Regions from separate parts of the Mus musculus genome. Here region 2 is linked to region 1. Evidence: chromatin contacts called from public promoter capture Hi-C data. All regions are on one chromosome and are shown on one strand. The core of a region is the stretch at or near the end of the contact, and the rest is flanking DNA. Distances in the headings are between cores, read along the strand shown. Region 1 holds the start of Bad (BCL2-associated agonist of cell death). Region 2 holds the start of Atl3 (atlastin GTPase 3).

What was found. Capture Hi-C pulls out chosen DNA fragments and counts their contacts.
Region 2: a promoter capture Hi-C map of adipose tissue shows a contact between it and region 1, with 2.3 times the contacts expected there. A contact is called at or near these places in 2 of 39 promoter capture datasets (cranial neural crest and erythroid cells), 2 of 130 datasets of targeted methods (the SCID.adh cell line and memory CD8 T cells) and 1 of 9 other capture datasets (adipose tissue).

What each region holds. Positions count from the first base shown.
Region 1 is chr19:6,938,419-6,945,877 of GRCm38.p6, reverse strand. Bad (BCL2-associated agonist of cell death) reads right to left here and starts at 3,316. Exons shown (of 4, transcript NM_001285453.1): 1 at 3,254-3,316; 2 at 2,832-3,011. The coding sequence starts at 3,003. Gpr137 (G protein-coupled receptor 137) reads left to right here and starts at 4,685. Exons shown (of 7, transcript NM_207220.3): 1 at 4,685-5,395; 2 at 5,477-5,526; 3 at 6,124-6,349; 4 at 6,468-6,617; 5 at 6,738-6,866; 6 at 7,004-7,122; 7 at 7,349-7,459. The coding sequence starts at 5,039. It also overlaps the pseudogene Gm19053.
Region 2 is chr19:7,491,598-7,499,056 of GRCm38.p6, reverse strand. It overlaps Atl3 (atlastin GTPase 3), which reads right to left and starts at 4,619. Exons shown (of 13, transcript NM_146091.4): 1 at 4,396-4,619. The coding sequence starts at 4,441. It overlaps Gm52401 (a long non-coding RNA gene), which reads left to right and starts at 5,263. Exons shown (of 2, transcript XR_003952920.1): 1 at 5,263-5,440; 2 at 6,010-6,263.

The sequences.
Region 1 (7,459 bases), core at 2,067-4,566:
CCACCTGCCACACACACACACACACCCCACACACTGGCCCAGGGAGTGTCTGTCTCTGCCTAGCATGGGATGGGAGGGAAGCAAAGAGGACACACGTTCAGCTACCTTCCCTCCCCATGGCTGTTTGCCCTGGTCGTCTTCATTCACAGCAGCTCTCCTTCATGGAGCTGGGGTACACCTCTGCTCCTCCCAGCAGCAGGCCCTGCTTCTACTGCGCTCCCTAAAGCTGTTTGCAAAGCTGTCAGTGTCCCTCCCCCACTTCAAACCTCAGGCTTGCCCTTCCTCCTATGAGTGTCCCCACCTTTCCTTCCAGTCTCTCATCCCAGACCCTGTCACTTTGTCCTAGCATGATGCCAGCCAATTGTCACCTCCTTCCTGTTGAAGCACCGAGTAGATGTAATACTCAAGGCAGCTCCTCTTTTGGGGGCTAGACCAGCACACCCCTCAACCACAAGACAGAAGCCAGGTTCCTCAGTTCCATGTTGCTGGGACAGCTCTAAAGAGGGGGCTTCTAGCCTGGGGTTGTCTGGACAAGGCCGGGCCCTTCACTCTGCAGACTGGAGTACTGTGACGAAGCAGTGCGGGACCCCAGCCAGGCCCCACCTGTGGACGTGCACCAGCCGCCTGCCTTCCTCCACAAGCTGCTGCAGCTAAGTGGGGTCTGCCTATACTTTGAGGAGCTGCCCTCCCAGGCAGACCCACCACAGCCACCTCTGCAGATCGCAGCTGCACGTGGAGCTCATGGTGAGGCTGAAGCAGAACAAGGCCTTCCCAGGCCCCAAGGTGAGTCCCAGCCATGGGGAACTTGATCCGTGGGGCTGGAAAGACAGCTCAGGGGTTCAGAGCACTGGCTGTTCTTTCAGAGGTCCTGAGTTCAATTCCCAGCAACCACATGGTGGCTCACAACCCTGTATAATGGAATCTGATGCCCTCTTCTGGTGTGTCTGAAGACAGCCACAATGTTCTCACATTAAGTAAACAAGTTAATTAATTAACTAATTAATTAACTTTTTTAAAAAAGGAAAGAAAAAGAAATCTGGAGATATGCCCAGCAGTGGTGGTGTACATCTTTAATCCCAGCACTTGAGAGGCAGAGGCGGATCTCTTGAGTTTGAGGCCATCCTGGTTGAGCACAGTAATCCAGGACAGCTAAGGCTATACAGAGAAACCCTGTCCTGAAAAACCAAAAATTAATAATAATAAAAACTAATAAAAAAGGAATAAGAAAGCTGAAGGTTAAAAGAAGGGATGGGGGGAGGGGACTGGAAAAATGGCTCAGTGGTTCAGAGCATTTATTGCTCTTGCACAGGATGTGAGTTCAGTTCCCAGCAACCACCTGTAACTCCAGCTTTTTTTTTTTTTTTTAAAGATTTATTTATATGTAAGTACACTTTAGCTGTCTTCAGACACTCCAGAAGAGGGAGTCAGATCTCGTTACGGATGGTTGTGAGCCATGTGGTTGCTGGGATTTGAACTCTGGACCTTCGGAAGAACAGTCGGGTGCTCTTACCCACTGAGCCATCTCACCAGCCCCCTGTAACCCCAGCTCTAGGGGATCCAACACCCTCTTCTGGACTCCAAGCCTGCACTTGCACATGTGCATTTTACACGGGCATACATATACAAATAATTTAAAAAAGGAAGTGGAGTGCCAGGCATGGTGACCTGTGATCCTAGTACTTGGTAGGTAGAGGCTGGAGGATCAGGAGTTCAAGGCTAGTCTCAGCTGTATAGAAGTTTGAGACAGTCCAGGGATACATGAGGGGGTAGGGATAAGTTAAGTTCTATGGAGCCAGTGACAAACCTGGTTGAGCTCAGATTTCTCTGGCTATACAGGGTCAGCAATGGGAAGTGGGGAGTATAACCAGTATCTCCAAGGCCTCTCCTTCCATCTTGGCACTCACTCACACTTTCCAGCTTCACACGGCTCTTGTTTGTCACTTAGGGTCACCTGCCTGTCCCATCTGGGCAAGAATAGTCGGGCTGAAGGCGAGCCATAGAGTAAGAAAGAACCTACTGAGCTGGGCGGCGGTGGTGCACGCCTTTGATCCCAGCACTTGGGAGGCAGAGACATGAGGATTTCTGAGTTCAAGGCCAGCCTGGTAGTAAATGCTCTGAACCACTGAGCCATTTTTCCAGTCCCCTCCCCCATCCCTTCTTTTAACCTTCAGCTTTCTTCTTCCTTTTTTATTAGTTTTTATTATTATTATTTATTTATTGGTTTTTCTGTAGGAGTGAGTTCCAAGATAGCCAGAGCTACACAGAGAAACCCTGTCTTGAAAAACCAAAAAATAATCATTTTAAAAAAAGAAAGAAAGAAAGAAAGAAAGAAAGAACGAACGAACGAACGGACCTACTGGCCACTTCTTGGGCTGGAGAGATGGCTCAGTGGTTAAGAGCACTGACTCCTCTTCCAGAGGTACTGAGTTCAATTCCCAGCAACCACATGGTGGCTCACAACCATCTGTAATGGGATCTGATGCCCTCTTCTGAAGACAGCTACAGTGTACTCACATACAATAAATAAATGAATAAATAAATAAATAAAGAGAAAAGTCACTTCTTTGGGGCTCTGCTTACCTCCCACTGATCTTGGGGACATAATAAGGGGGTCTGTTTTCAGCATTCAGTGAGTCAGCTTAATCATTAAGGGCATACCATACATCTCTGTGAATTAGCCCAGTGATGGTTTGTAGAAGAAGCAATCTGATGAAAGGAGCTATCTGGGGCTTCCCAAGAATCTTTAGGAAGTATGGCTGCAACAGCAACGTAAGGGGCACCTGAGAGTCAGGGGGCATGGGACAGGCAGATAATGGTAGTGAGGAACCTACCTCCATGATGACTGTTGGTGGCTGCCCGTCCCTGCTGATGAATGTTGCTCCCCAGGAGACCTGGGGCCAGGTAGGGACCTGGCTGGTCCTCAGTGAGGCTAGGGCCCAGGCCCCTATCTGTAGCACTAGCGTCTTCCTGCTCACTCGGCTCAAACTCTGGGATCTGGAACATACTCTGGGCTGTAGAGACAAGGTAAGAAGTACTCACTACACAGCTAGGCAAACAGTGTTTATGAGAAGCAGAGGAGAGGTACTCCTGTCTCCCTCTCCCACCACGGTAGCTCAACTCCCCAAATCTTCCCAATCCCTCATTTGTCTGCTCAGTCTGCCTGGCTGTCGCCCGAATATTAAATCTCTCTTCAGAGCTCTGTCCAGACACTAGTGCGCTCCCCCTGCCCGTTAGGACCGGGAATAGGTCTCACCCCAAGCCCGATCTCGAGGCCCCTGACCCGGGCCTGCCTCCTCCCTCCAGTTCTAAGGGCGCCCGGCCCTAGTTTCCTGGGCGACGAGAACTGTCACAGATCTGACCCAATCAGTTTTCGAAGTAAATCCCGGGTCGGCCTGGAGGCGGGGCCACCCCAAGCCAGGTCCCACCCCTGCGCCGACCTGCTGGTCTCCACCGCCTTCCTCCCGCGTCGCTCCCCAGGCTCCGGATTCCGGGATCGGACTTCCTCAAGCCTAGGGCGTGTGCAGGAGCCAGCGAGGGCTGCTTTGGGGTTCCCATTTGGATCCTGGAGGCCTGCTTCGGCTGATAAGTCCTCCAGCCCTTCTGGGCCCGAATTCCCTCCTGTAAAATGGGGTTAATGACACCTCCCTGGGGAGCTGGTGAAAACTCTGTAAACAGCTTAGTGATTACTTATAGAGCCGTTCACTGAAGCTCGGCCGTCGGATGCAATGGTCGTTGCGATGGTTATTGCTCCCCCTGGACCGAGTGACCGGGATGGGAAGACCAGCTCCTTCTTCCCGATCGTGGAGGCCTTGCACTGCCCGTCTTGGGGACAACCCCCCGCGCCATTTCGGGAGCTCCTTTACGGCAGGATGGCCGCCCGGGTGCGGAAGAAGGGACGGGGCGCCCAGGAAGGCGAGCCGTGGGGCTCCAGGGGCCTCTGCTGCCAGGATAGGTGTGCGTACGCTGCCCCGGGCCGGAGCGCGGGGCCTGCAGACAGAAGCTAGGGGGCGGGGTCCGGGTACCATCTTGGTTGTGGGCGGAAGTTTCCTTCAGTGACCCTGTGCGGGGAAGTCGTTGCCGCCCCCCATATGGGCACGCCGAACGCGATGTGGATTTGGGAATCTAAGCGTGGGAAATGGTAGTCCCCAAACATTAAGAGCTGGCGGTCCATGGCACTGGTAGCCCAGGTGCTTGCTGCGTGCGGCCTGCTCTACTCTCGGCCGCCCGCCGCCATCCGTAACCCGGGACACCCGCCGGCAGCGCACCTTGCGGCGATTCTCGAAGAGATGCACGCCGGGCGCGGCGCATGGCTTCGGAGTCCCTGCCGGTCGCTACGCAGTTTACGTAGCGAACGGACGTCCGCGCAGGCGCAGGAGTGGGGCGGAGCAGAGGGAGCCGGGGAGCTGGAGCCCGGTGTCCCGGCGACCGGATCCCGCTTACCCCGCAGCGGCCTGAGACCTGACATCGACTTCCTCTTATTCACCGGGGCTGAGGGTGGACGCGGTGGGGGAACACGTCTGGAATCTTGAGGACAGAGGAAGAAGCCTCCCAATCCGGATTATTGGAGGGGAAAGAGGAACCAAGCTTGGGGAGGGGGAGAGCGGGGCGTTGGGCGCCCCCGCAGCGGCCGCTGTCCTAAGCTGACGGGCATCGGCCGGCTCTCCCCCTCCTGCCAGCCGGACACGAGCAACCAAGGCCAGGGACTCTGTGCCACTGCATCCTCGCATCTTGGCTCTGGGGCTGGCCCAGGGAGGGACACCCCCAACCCCCATTTCATTTGCCCTGGGTAGGAAAGACCACTTTATACACTCCAGAGTGACGGGTCTAGGGCCCAGGGCCCAGGTTACCCGTGCCCACCCCCACCCCCACCCCCACGCCCGACTCTGCTGAGAAGGAAAGGCCTGACAACCTCAACTTCTTTTTTCCAGAGTTTCCAGGTCTCACCACCTATTGCAGGTCCCACCCCTCCGTATTTATTTCCCTGGCTTCTGGCCAGCCCTCTATCTCTGTCTCCGGGTTTCAGGCCTCCCTCCTTGACATGGAGAGTAACCTGTCTGGTCTGGTGCCTGCAGCTGGGCTGGTACCTGCACTGCCGCCTACAGTGACCCTGGGGCTGACCGCTGCCTACACTGCCCTATATGCTCTGCTCTTCTTCTCTGTCTATGCCCAGCTCTGGCTGGTGCTTCTGTATGGGCACAAGCGCCTCAGCTATCAGACAGTATTCCTGGCGCTCTGTCTGCTCTGGGCAGCCTTGCGTACCACACTTTTCTCCTTCTACTTCCGAGATACTCCCAGGGCCAACCGCCTGGGGCCCTTGCCTTTTTGGCTTCTCTATTGCTGCCCTGTCTGCCTGCAGTTCTTCACACTGACGCTTATGAACCTCTACTTTGTGCAGGTAACCACGGGAACCGGTGTGGTGGGAGTAGGAGGGCAATCTCAATGGTCCAAAGGAGTGATGGGGTATCTCTGCTCCCAGGTGGTGTTCAAGGCCAAGGCGAAGCGTCGGCCAGAGATGAGCCGAGGCTTGTAAGTACTGGAGATGTCAATGGGTCAGTGGCAGGGAGGAAGCCCACCCAGCAGGGTTGAGACAGGAGGAACCTCAGAAGTATTTGTGATAGAGCTTGAGAAACCTGAAGCGTCTGATACAGACATCTATGATAGTGTCAGGGGAGAGAGACCATCAATATCACCTGTGGTGGAGAAAGATGGAGGCTCCAACCCATGGAATGCATGAAGTCCTGCTGCACTTTTAGTGACCTTGGCTGCAACACCCCTGTCCTTACACAGTGCCTTCTAGTTTATAAAGATATTTCACATCTCACCTGAGGTGCTATTCCTATCGTCATTTGAGAGGATAACTGAGGCCCAGTTAGACAAAGCACCATGTTCAAGGTCACACAGCTGGAATGAGGCCCACTCAGGAACAGATGTTTGACCCGGTGCTCCTATGATGCTGTAGCTCTCAATCACCCCCTCAGTTTCCTCATCTGCAGAAAGAGATGAGCAGAGTTTAGGTGTGGCCATCTGAGTTCTAACTGACCCTGGGGTCTCCTGAGGAGTCAGGGTTGCTGGTGAGGGCCGAGGGGATCCGTGGTCTGGGGCTGACTTTGCTGTGGGCTGCAGGCTGGCTGTCCGAGGGGCCTTCGTGGGTGCTTCACTGCTCTTTTTGCTGGTGAATGTACTGTGTGCAGTGCTGTCTCGCCAGCGCCAGGCACAGCCCTGGGTCCTTCTGCTGGTACGTGTCCTGGTGAGCGACTCTCTCTTCGTCATCTGTGCCCTCTCGCTTGCTGCCTGCCTCTGCCTTGTGGCCCGTCGAGCCCCTTCCACCAGCATCTACTTAGAGGCCAAGGTAGAGCCACCAACCTTGATGTAGCACCCTTGGGGGTCCTTGGACAGAGTTCTTTAGGATGTAAAGGAATATAGGAGCCCTCCTCTCCATGAAGATCCTCTATTGTCATCTCTGCCAGGGGACCAGCGTGTGTCAGGCAGCTGCTATAGGGGGTGCCATGGTCCTTCTCTATGCCAGCCGGGCCTGTTACAACCTGGCAGCTCTGGCCTTGGCCCCTCGGAGCCGGCTAGATGCCTTCGATTACGACTGGTACAACGTATCTGACCAGGTAGGCATTGGTCCTGTTTGTCCCTTCTTTGGTAACTATAATAACTAGCCTCCAGCTGGCCAGGGCCCTGCCAGCAGCCTCTGTGGTGGCAGAATGTCCTCAGCCCCTGCTTTTCCCCAGGCAGATCTGGTGAATGACCTAGGGAACAAAGGCTACCTGGTGTTTGGTCTCATCCTCTTCGTTTGGGAACTGCTGCCCACCACATTGCTGGTGGGCTTCTTCCGGGTACACCGGCCCCCACAGGATCTGGTAGGGACCCCCCCCCAACCACCTCTTGGTCCAGTATAGAGGGCTGGACCCTGGGAATTCTGGTCTGGGGTCCTGGGACAGTTACGGCAGCAGAAGAAAATATCCATAGTACCGACTTCTTTCCCCATACCTTACAGAGCACCAGTCGAATCCTCAATGGGCAGGTTTTTGGCTCCCGATCCTACTTCTTTGACCGGGCTGGCCACTGTGAGGATGAGGGCTGCTCCTGGGAGCATAGCCGGAGTGAGAGCACCAGGTAGGCGCCTCTACCCTGCCTGAAGTGCCTCGAGATCCAGCCTGCCTCCACGAGGCAATGGGAACCAGTCTGTTCTGAGTGAAACCCCTCTGAATTCCCAGTGCCCACCCCTGCCCACAAAAGCAGTTTGCCCTTTGACCTAGGGCTCTCTGTTTCTCAGCCTCTCCCATCTCAAGAATGTGGCCCTGGGCACTGCCTGGGACTCACCTTGTTTCTCTGCCCGCAGCATGTCCGGCAGCCTGGGCTCTGGCAGTTGGTATGGTGCCATCGGACGTGAGCCAGGCTGGGGAGGGGCCAGCCAGACGAGGACCACTCCTCTGCTCTTCTCCCAGGTGCC
Region 2 (7,459 bases), core at 3,370-5,869, 550 kb before region 1:
AACATATTCTCTAAAGGGCAAGAGCAACACACCCAAAAAGAAGCATACCATTTCCATGTTTGCCTTTGCTGGCAGTCCTTAAAGCACAAAGTCTTTAATTCACAAAGCCAGAGAAAACATCAGAGACAAAGGAAGTATGCTAAGAAGTCCTCTCCAGGGCTGGCGAGATGGCTCAGTGGTTAAGAGTGCTGACTGTTCTTCTGAAGGTCCTGAGTTCAAATCCCAGCAACCACATGGTGGCTCACAACCATCTGTAATGAGATCTGACTCCCTCTTCTGAAGTCTCTGAAGACAGCTACAGTGTACTTACATATAATAAATAAATCTTAAAAAAAAAAAAAAAAGAAGTCCTCTCCAGACTTCATAACTACAGCATGTTGTTCTTTCTGGCTTCTATGTTGCACTTTCCCTTAAGGCAAAAAGTGTGCCAGGAGATACACAGAAAAGCTTGTTCCCATGAAGCTGCTCAAACCCAACCACCAGAACACTGGGGAAATGCGTATTCTAGTTAAAGCACTGAGGAGGGAAGCTTTTCCCAATTCATTTACAATCGTTGTGCTTTAGCATAAGATGCTAAACAAAACTGTTCTACCTGCAAACAGAAACATCTAATGTGCTATGGGTTTTTAAAAAAAAGAAGTATTTAAGCCGGGGCATGGTGGCGCACGCCTTTGATCCCAGAACTTGGGAGGCAGAGGCGGAGGCGGAGGCAGGCGGATTTCTGAGTTCGAGGCCAGCCTGGTCTACACAGAGAAACCCTGTCTTGAAAAACAAAACAAAACAAAAAAAGAGATGTATTTATTTTATGTATGTGAGTGCACTGTTGCTGTCTTCAGACACACCAGAAGAGTGTGCATCAGATTCCATTACAGATGGCTGTGAGCCACCATGTGGTTGCTGGGAATTGAACTCAGGACCTGTGGACGAGCAGTCAGTGTACTGTACAGTCAGACATACTCTTCTAGTGTGTCTGAAGACAGCTGCAGTGTACTCATATAAATATAAAATAAATAAATCTTTAAAAAAAAGAAAAGACAGGTCTGAATCTAAAACTTAAATCAAAAGTTAGGTGAGATGGTATATACCAGCAGTCACAGCTATTCAAGATGCTGAGATGGGGATTTCTTGAATCTATAGTTCAAAGACAGCCTAGGCAACACAAAGTCCTTCATCTTAAAACAAAAATAAAAACTATTCAGCCTTTTATCAGCTAGAGAAAAAAAAAATTCAGGGAGGGGGGTTGTTCAAGGCAGGTTTTTTTTCTGTGTAATGCTGGCTGTCTTGGAATTTGCTCTGTAGACCGGGCTGGCCTCAGAGAGGTACATGCCTGTGCCACCCAAGTCCTGGGATTAAATGTGTGTGCTACTACCTGGCTATGTTTTTTTTTTTTAATGCATATATGTGTGTACTCTCTCGAATTTATGAGCAGTACACACATGCAGAAGCCCAAGGAGGCCAAAAGGTAACAACTGACCCCTTGTAGCAGAAGGTACAGACTGGGCTGTGGTGCAGAGAACCAAATCTATTCTCTACATGAGCAGTAAACCCTCTAACTCACTAAACCATCATCTCTCCAGTCCCAGGGGGCTGGGGGGTGGGGGATGGGGGGAGACAAATTTCTTTCGTTTTGTTTTTTGTTGCTGCTGTTGTGTTTGTTTTACTCAAGATAGGGTTTCTCTGTGTAGTGCTGTCTGGCCTTGAACTCAGAGATGTGCCTGCTTCTGAATAGAGTGGTTGTACTTGCCTCTTTCCTAAACACAGGAAATCTAATCTGGATGTTTCAATTAGTCAAGTTACAGTTAAATAAACCTTTCTTGTTTTATTTCTTAGTTTCTTCTTGTTTTAGTCTGGTTTTGGTTTCTTTGTTGTTGTTTGGATTTATCTTTTTTTTTTTTTTTTTTTTTTTGAGACAGGGTCGCATTCTGTAGCTCAAGCTGTCCTGGAACTCACTATGTAGTCTAGCCTGGCACCAAATCCATGCCAATTCTGTCTCACCTCCCAAATACTGGGATTACAAATGTGGGCCACCTCATCGAGCTTAAAGAAAGGTTTCTTTTAGAGGGAAGGTGCTTAAAAACAAGAATATCTTAATTGGCAATATTTACTCAGCTTAGATTCACCATTTCAGATAACCATGCCCTTACTCCAATCCTTTGCTTGCTTACTATATGAGTAAAGCCTATCACTTTATTTATAACATACTTTTAGCTGTGAGATACATCTAGCATGCTCTAGCAAAAGAAATTTAAATAAAAACATTTTTAATTTGTAAAAAATATTTCAACATAAATACTAATAGCTAACAAATGTTTATTTTCTATCAAATAAATTATTCAAATGCATACACCTACCATTGGAGAAATTTTATTATAAATATGCAAAATGAGGATTTTCTTTTTCACTGTTTCCTGGCCCCTGAATAAATAAAATCAGGATCTATAAGTTGTGCTAAGAATAGTGGGTATCTGAAAACTAGGAAGAGGTAGTCAGATCTCCATAAGTTCATCTTCAAAAGAAGTTCCAGGGGCTGGTGAGATGGCTCAGTGGGTAAGAGCACCCGACTGCTCTTCCGAAGGTCCAGAGTTCAAATCCCAGCAACCACATTGTGGCTCACAACCATCCGTAATGAGATCTGACTCCCTCTTCTGGAGTGTCTGAAGACAGCTATAATGTACTTCCATATAATAAATAAATAAATAAATCTTTAAAAAAAAAAAAAAAAAAAAGAAGTTCCAGACCAACCATGGCTACACAGTGAGATCCAGTTTTTATTTTTTTAGTTTTTTTTTCCAGACAGGGTCTCACTGTGAGAACCATGACTTTTTTTTTTTTTTTTTTTTTTTTTTTTAACACTGTTGAGAGGAGCCCTAAAAACTAGGGTTAAGGGCTATAAAAGCACAAAACTGCATTCAATCCCTAGCAGCACAAACCAAACTGTTCTTCCTTACTAAACACTAAGAAAATTATTATGGCATACAACCACACCTCCCTCTTCTGTTTTGTTTTGTTATTGTTTGTGGGTTTGTTTGTTTTCAGGGGGTGACTTGTTTTGTTATTTAGTTTGGTTCATTTTGTTCCCCCGAACCCAGACAAGGTTTTTCTGTGTAGCCTTGGCTGTCCTGGAACTCGCTCTGTAGACCAGGCTGGCTTTGAACTGAGAAATCCACCTGTCTCTGCCTCCCAAGAGCAGGGATTAAAGGCGTGCGCCACCACCACCCCTCAACTGTTTTTCTTATGGTTATGACTATTACAAAAGACAGTAAACTACCGAAAATAAAACAATGTTGGTATTGGCCTTATGCTTCACTAGGTGAAAATGTTTTTCACCCATACATCCCCTCACGCATGTAAAAGCTGCACAGGAATTTCTAGAATACAAGCTGGTTTTCGTAGGAAGCAAAACAGCCCTCATTTGATGTTGCAGTTTGTATGTAAGCTGAATACTGACATAGAGTACAAATCCTTAACGTAGGTTTTACTTAACTCCACTTCTCCAAAACAAAACTGAGAACCATGACGTTTTAGACTGCTAGGGGTTTTTTTTTTTTTTTTTTTTTTTTTCTTCACCTTTTGCAAAACATTCCACTTCGTACTCAAATTTGAAGACTGGGGTTTGCTAAAAAATTCTTCAAACACTACTGTTGACTCTTCTTTTTTTTTTCCTTTAGATTTCGCAACTGAAACTTGCAATCATTTCAGGGCCATACCCATTAAACAAGCACAGTGCCAGGTAAAATGACAGGCGAAACTGCATCCATGAATTTACGGAGGGACTATTTGGTTTTCATTTAGTACTTTTACCACCTCATTTTATGTCTCCGGCAAAGCCAAAGGAACCAAACTTACTTTAAAAAAAAAAAAAACAAAACAAAAAACTTGCAAAACAAAACAACCAAATTTAGGCCAATTCTTTTATCACCAAACATGGAGATAAGCGCGGGTGGAAAACGAACTTTACTAATACTTGTCAGTATCTCAAGGTCTTTTCGTTTAAAATAAAACCTTTCAACTCCAAGGCTGCACCGCAGCATTCCAGCACTTTAAGGCTCAACAATAAAGCCTTCCGCCGATCCCGGCCCGTTAAGACGGACCGCCAACCTCGCTTCCCGACCCGGAGCGCGCCACCGCCCGGCACGCCCTGCCCAGCACAGGGCGGAGCTCGACGGGCCAGAACACCAGGCCGCAGGAGGCCGCGGGCTCCCGGCGGAGACTGGGAACGTTCCCCGCTCCAGGAGCCCCGGCCCTGAATTCCGAGCCGAGACACCCGGCGGTGCGGCCTCCCGTCGCCACACCAAAAAAGGCGGCGGCAGGGACGGCTTGTCACCTCGGAGCCGAAGCACTGGGAGGCAGCGTGGGTAACCACGGACCGGGTCCCGGGAAAATTGGACGCCTCACCTGCTCCTCTCGATGCCACCGCTGCAGTTCGCTGAGGGGACAACATGGAGCCTCCTCCTTCAGCAGAAGTAGCAGAGGCAGAGAAGACAGGAGCGGGTTGAGGCTGCCCTGGAGGAGGGAAACAGGCGGAGCCTGGACTTGGGGAGAAACCGAGAAGGAGGGGCGCGCGGAGAAAGCCTACAGCTCAGGAGACAGCCCTGCCGATGGCGCAGGGCGTGACGAGGGCGGGAAAGCGCACGCGGCCGAGTCCCGCCACCGTTCGGTGCGCGTGCGCCGGAGCGGGGATCGTGCCGCGGGTACCTGTGACTGCGTACTGGAATGTCGGGTCCATCGGGAATTGTAGTTCGGCGTTTTCTTGGGCCCGGCCCCTCTGACCCGGGTGTTCGCCCTCATCCGGGGCGTAGAGGAAACGGAGGACAGGACTGGGCCGAGTGGGTCTTCCTACCGCTGAACTACAACTCCCATTAGGCCTTGCAAAGGGAAAAAAATGAGGAGGGCTCTCGGAAGACCCTGCCCGGCGCCTAACCCGGGGACCAGGGCCGGGCTTTGGCCACCCGGTTCCCGCCGGGAGCCCCCACCCGGCCCGCGTGCTGGGCTCTGGTGTTCCTCGCTGGCCAGGACTACAGGTGGTGGTATGAAAGAATTAACATGATGACGCGAACGCTTCGACTTTGACTTCACAAGGACAGACCATCGTGACTTCATTATCATCACCATCACCCCTAATCTCTGATCTGACCAAGGCTTACTAAAAGCTAAAGTAACGCCGGTCGTGGTGGCGCACGCCTTTAATCCCAGCACTTGGGAGGCAGAGGCAGGAGGATTTCTGAGTTCGAGGCCAGCCTGGTCTACAAAGTGAGTTCCTGGACAGCCAGGGATACACAGAGAAACCCTGTCTCGAAAAACAAAAAAACAAAACAAAACAAACAAACAAAAAGCTAAAGTAAGACCTTACTAAGTCAGGCTCCGGGTGGCACGCTGGTAATCCCAGTACTGGAGACCAGGAGAGGAGGATCAGGTGTTCAATACCTTCCTGAACTACATAGTGAGTCTCTGTCTCATTTTCGCGCGACCTCAGACTATTCTGAGCCATGACCCACCTTTTGTAAACTTTAGACTTCTAGGACCGTGATTCAAAGTTACTTTACAAAAGGAAGTTGTTGGGAAATGCTTTTATTCATACTTGACATATTGTGAAAATACAATTTGCCACAACTAAATACTGTTTTCTAACAAATCCTATAGATGGAGGTAGTGTCACCCCAGTGACTTGATTTTTCCTCACCATTGTTTCGTTCATTCAGCAAATGTTTTCTTTATTCCTTCGGCCTACCCTGAACTTCCCTCTATCTCTACACCCTGCCAAGCCTTTCAGCTATCTTTACTTCCTGAGCAATTATGCCAAAGGTTATGAGGTAAAAATTATTCGTAGCCTACCTAAAGAAATCCTGTTTACACTTCTTTAACCCCTCTTTGAGCCCCTTTACCCCCCAAACTCTCAAGACTGTTAGGAAACTCTCTTCTAGCTTTTAGATTTAAACCAAATTAGATCTTCTAGGCTATTGTGTAGTTGTTTCTTCTAAGGTGGACATGACCATTGCTGTCTTGAATCAGCCACAGGAGACTCATTGGAGGAAGGTGTATATCCAAGAGCAAATTGACCAGAAGGACTCTTCCATTACTGAAGCTGCCCATGGAACTCATCAGGAGTGCAGGTTCTTTGTGAATCACCCACGCTCCAGGTGAGATTTTTAATTTGTATAGTTGCCTATAAACTGCCCAAGGGACTTCCTGGTGATGTAACTGCCTTTGAGTCACCCGTGTACCTATAAGTGGCCTCAATAAACTCAATGGTTCACCAAGCTGAACTTGGATAGAATTCTTTCTTTGGTCTGTCAGTGCCCTTACCCCAGAATGACTAGGCCATTGTTTCTCTCTCCCAAGAAAAAGTAACACAGCATAGGCCAACCTGGTCCAGCAAGAAACTAGAAGTAAACATTAGGGGAAGAGATTAGTTCAAGAAGACATGACACAAACCCATTTTGTTACATGCTCAAAGAGGAGAGCCAAAGGGCAATGACTTTGTCACAACTGCAAATATTATTGTGTAAGAATTTAAAATCGCCCACACATCCTAGCATTCTCCAGTCCCCTTTTCTAAAGTATTGTTTTTTAATTTTTATTTTTTATTCTACATTACATCCAACTGCAATTTCTCCTCCCTCAGCTCCCCCACGCCCCCATCTTTCCCCTCCTCTCTTCCCCAGAACCAACCCTCTCCACATCCCCTCTAAGAACAGGCTTCCCAGGGACATCAATCAAACAGGGCATAAGAAGCAACAATAGGACCAGGCACCACGGGATCATCGCATCAAGGCTGGAACAGGGCAACCCAGTAGGAGGAAAAGGGCCCCACAAGCAGGCAGAAGAGTCAGAGACAGCCCCAGTTGCCCCACGAACACCAAGCTCCTCAGCCAGAACATGTATGTAGAGGATCTGAGTCAGACCCTGCAGGCTTCCTGATTTCTACAAGCCCCAGCGAGTCCTAGCCAGTTGATTCTGGGCTCTGCGGTGTCCCTAACTCCTTGGGTTCCTCTGATCCTTCCTCTCCCTCCTCCACAGGACTCCCAGAGATATGGGACCTTGTGTCTGTTCCCCATCGGTTGCTGGATGAAGTCTCTTTGATGAGATTATTTTAGATTCTGATCCAGAACACTCTACAGGCAGAACAAACTGTAGGTGGAAGGTTTTGTGCCTGGGTTGGTGTCCCAGTCACTCCACTTGAGACTTTGACTAATTACAGAAGACAGAAGAATGTGTCCCCCATTACTAGAAGTCTTTGCTAGAGTAATTCTCATAAATTCCATGGGGTTTCCATTGCACTAGACTTCTACCTCATCCCCAAAATGGCCCCAATTTGGGGGCATTTTAAATTCCACTTAGGGAATAAACCCTAGAATGTATGGGTGATTTTGAATTCCAGTCATTTCTCCTCCCCACCACCTCTCCTGTTCCCAACTCCACCTATCCCGTGTGTTTTTCTTTTTAATTTGGGGGGGCGGGA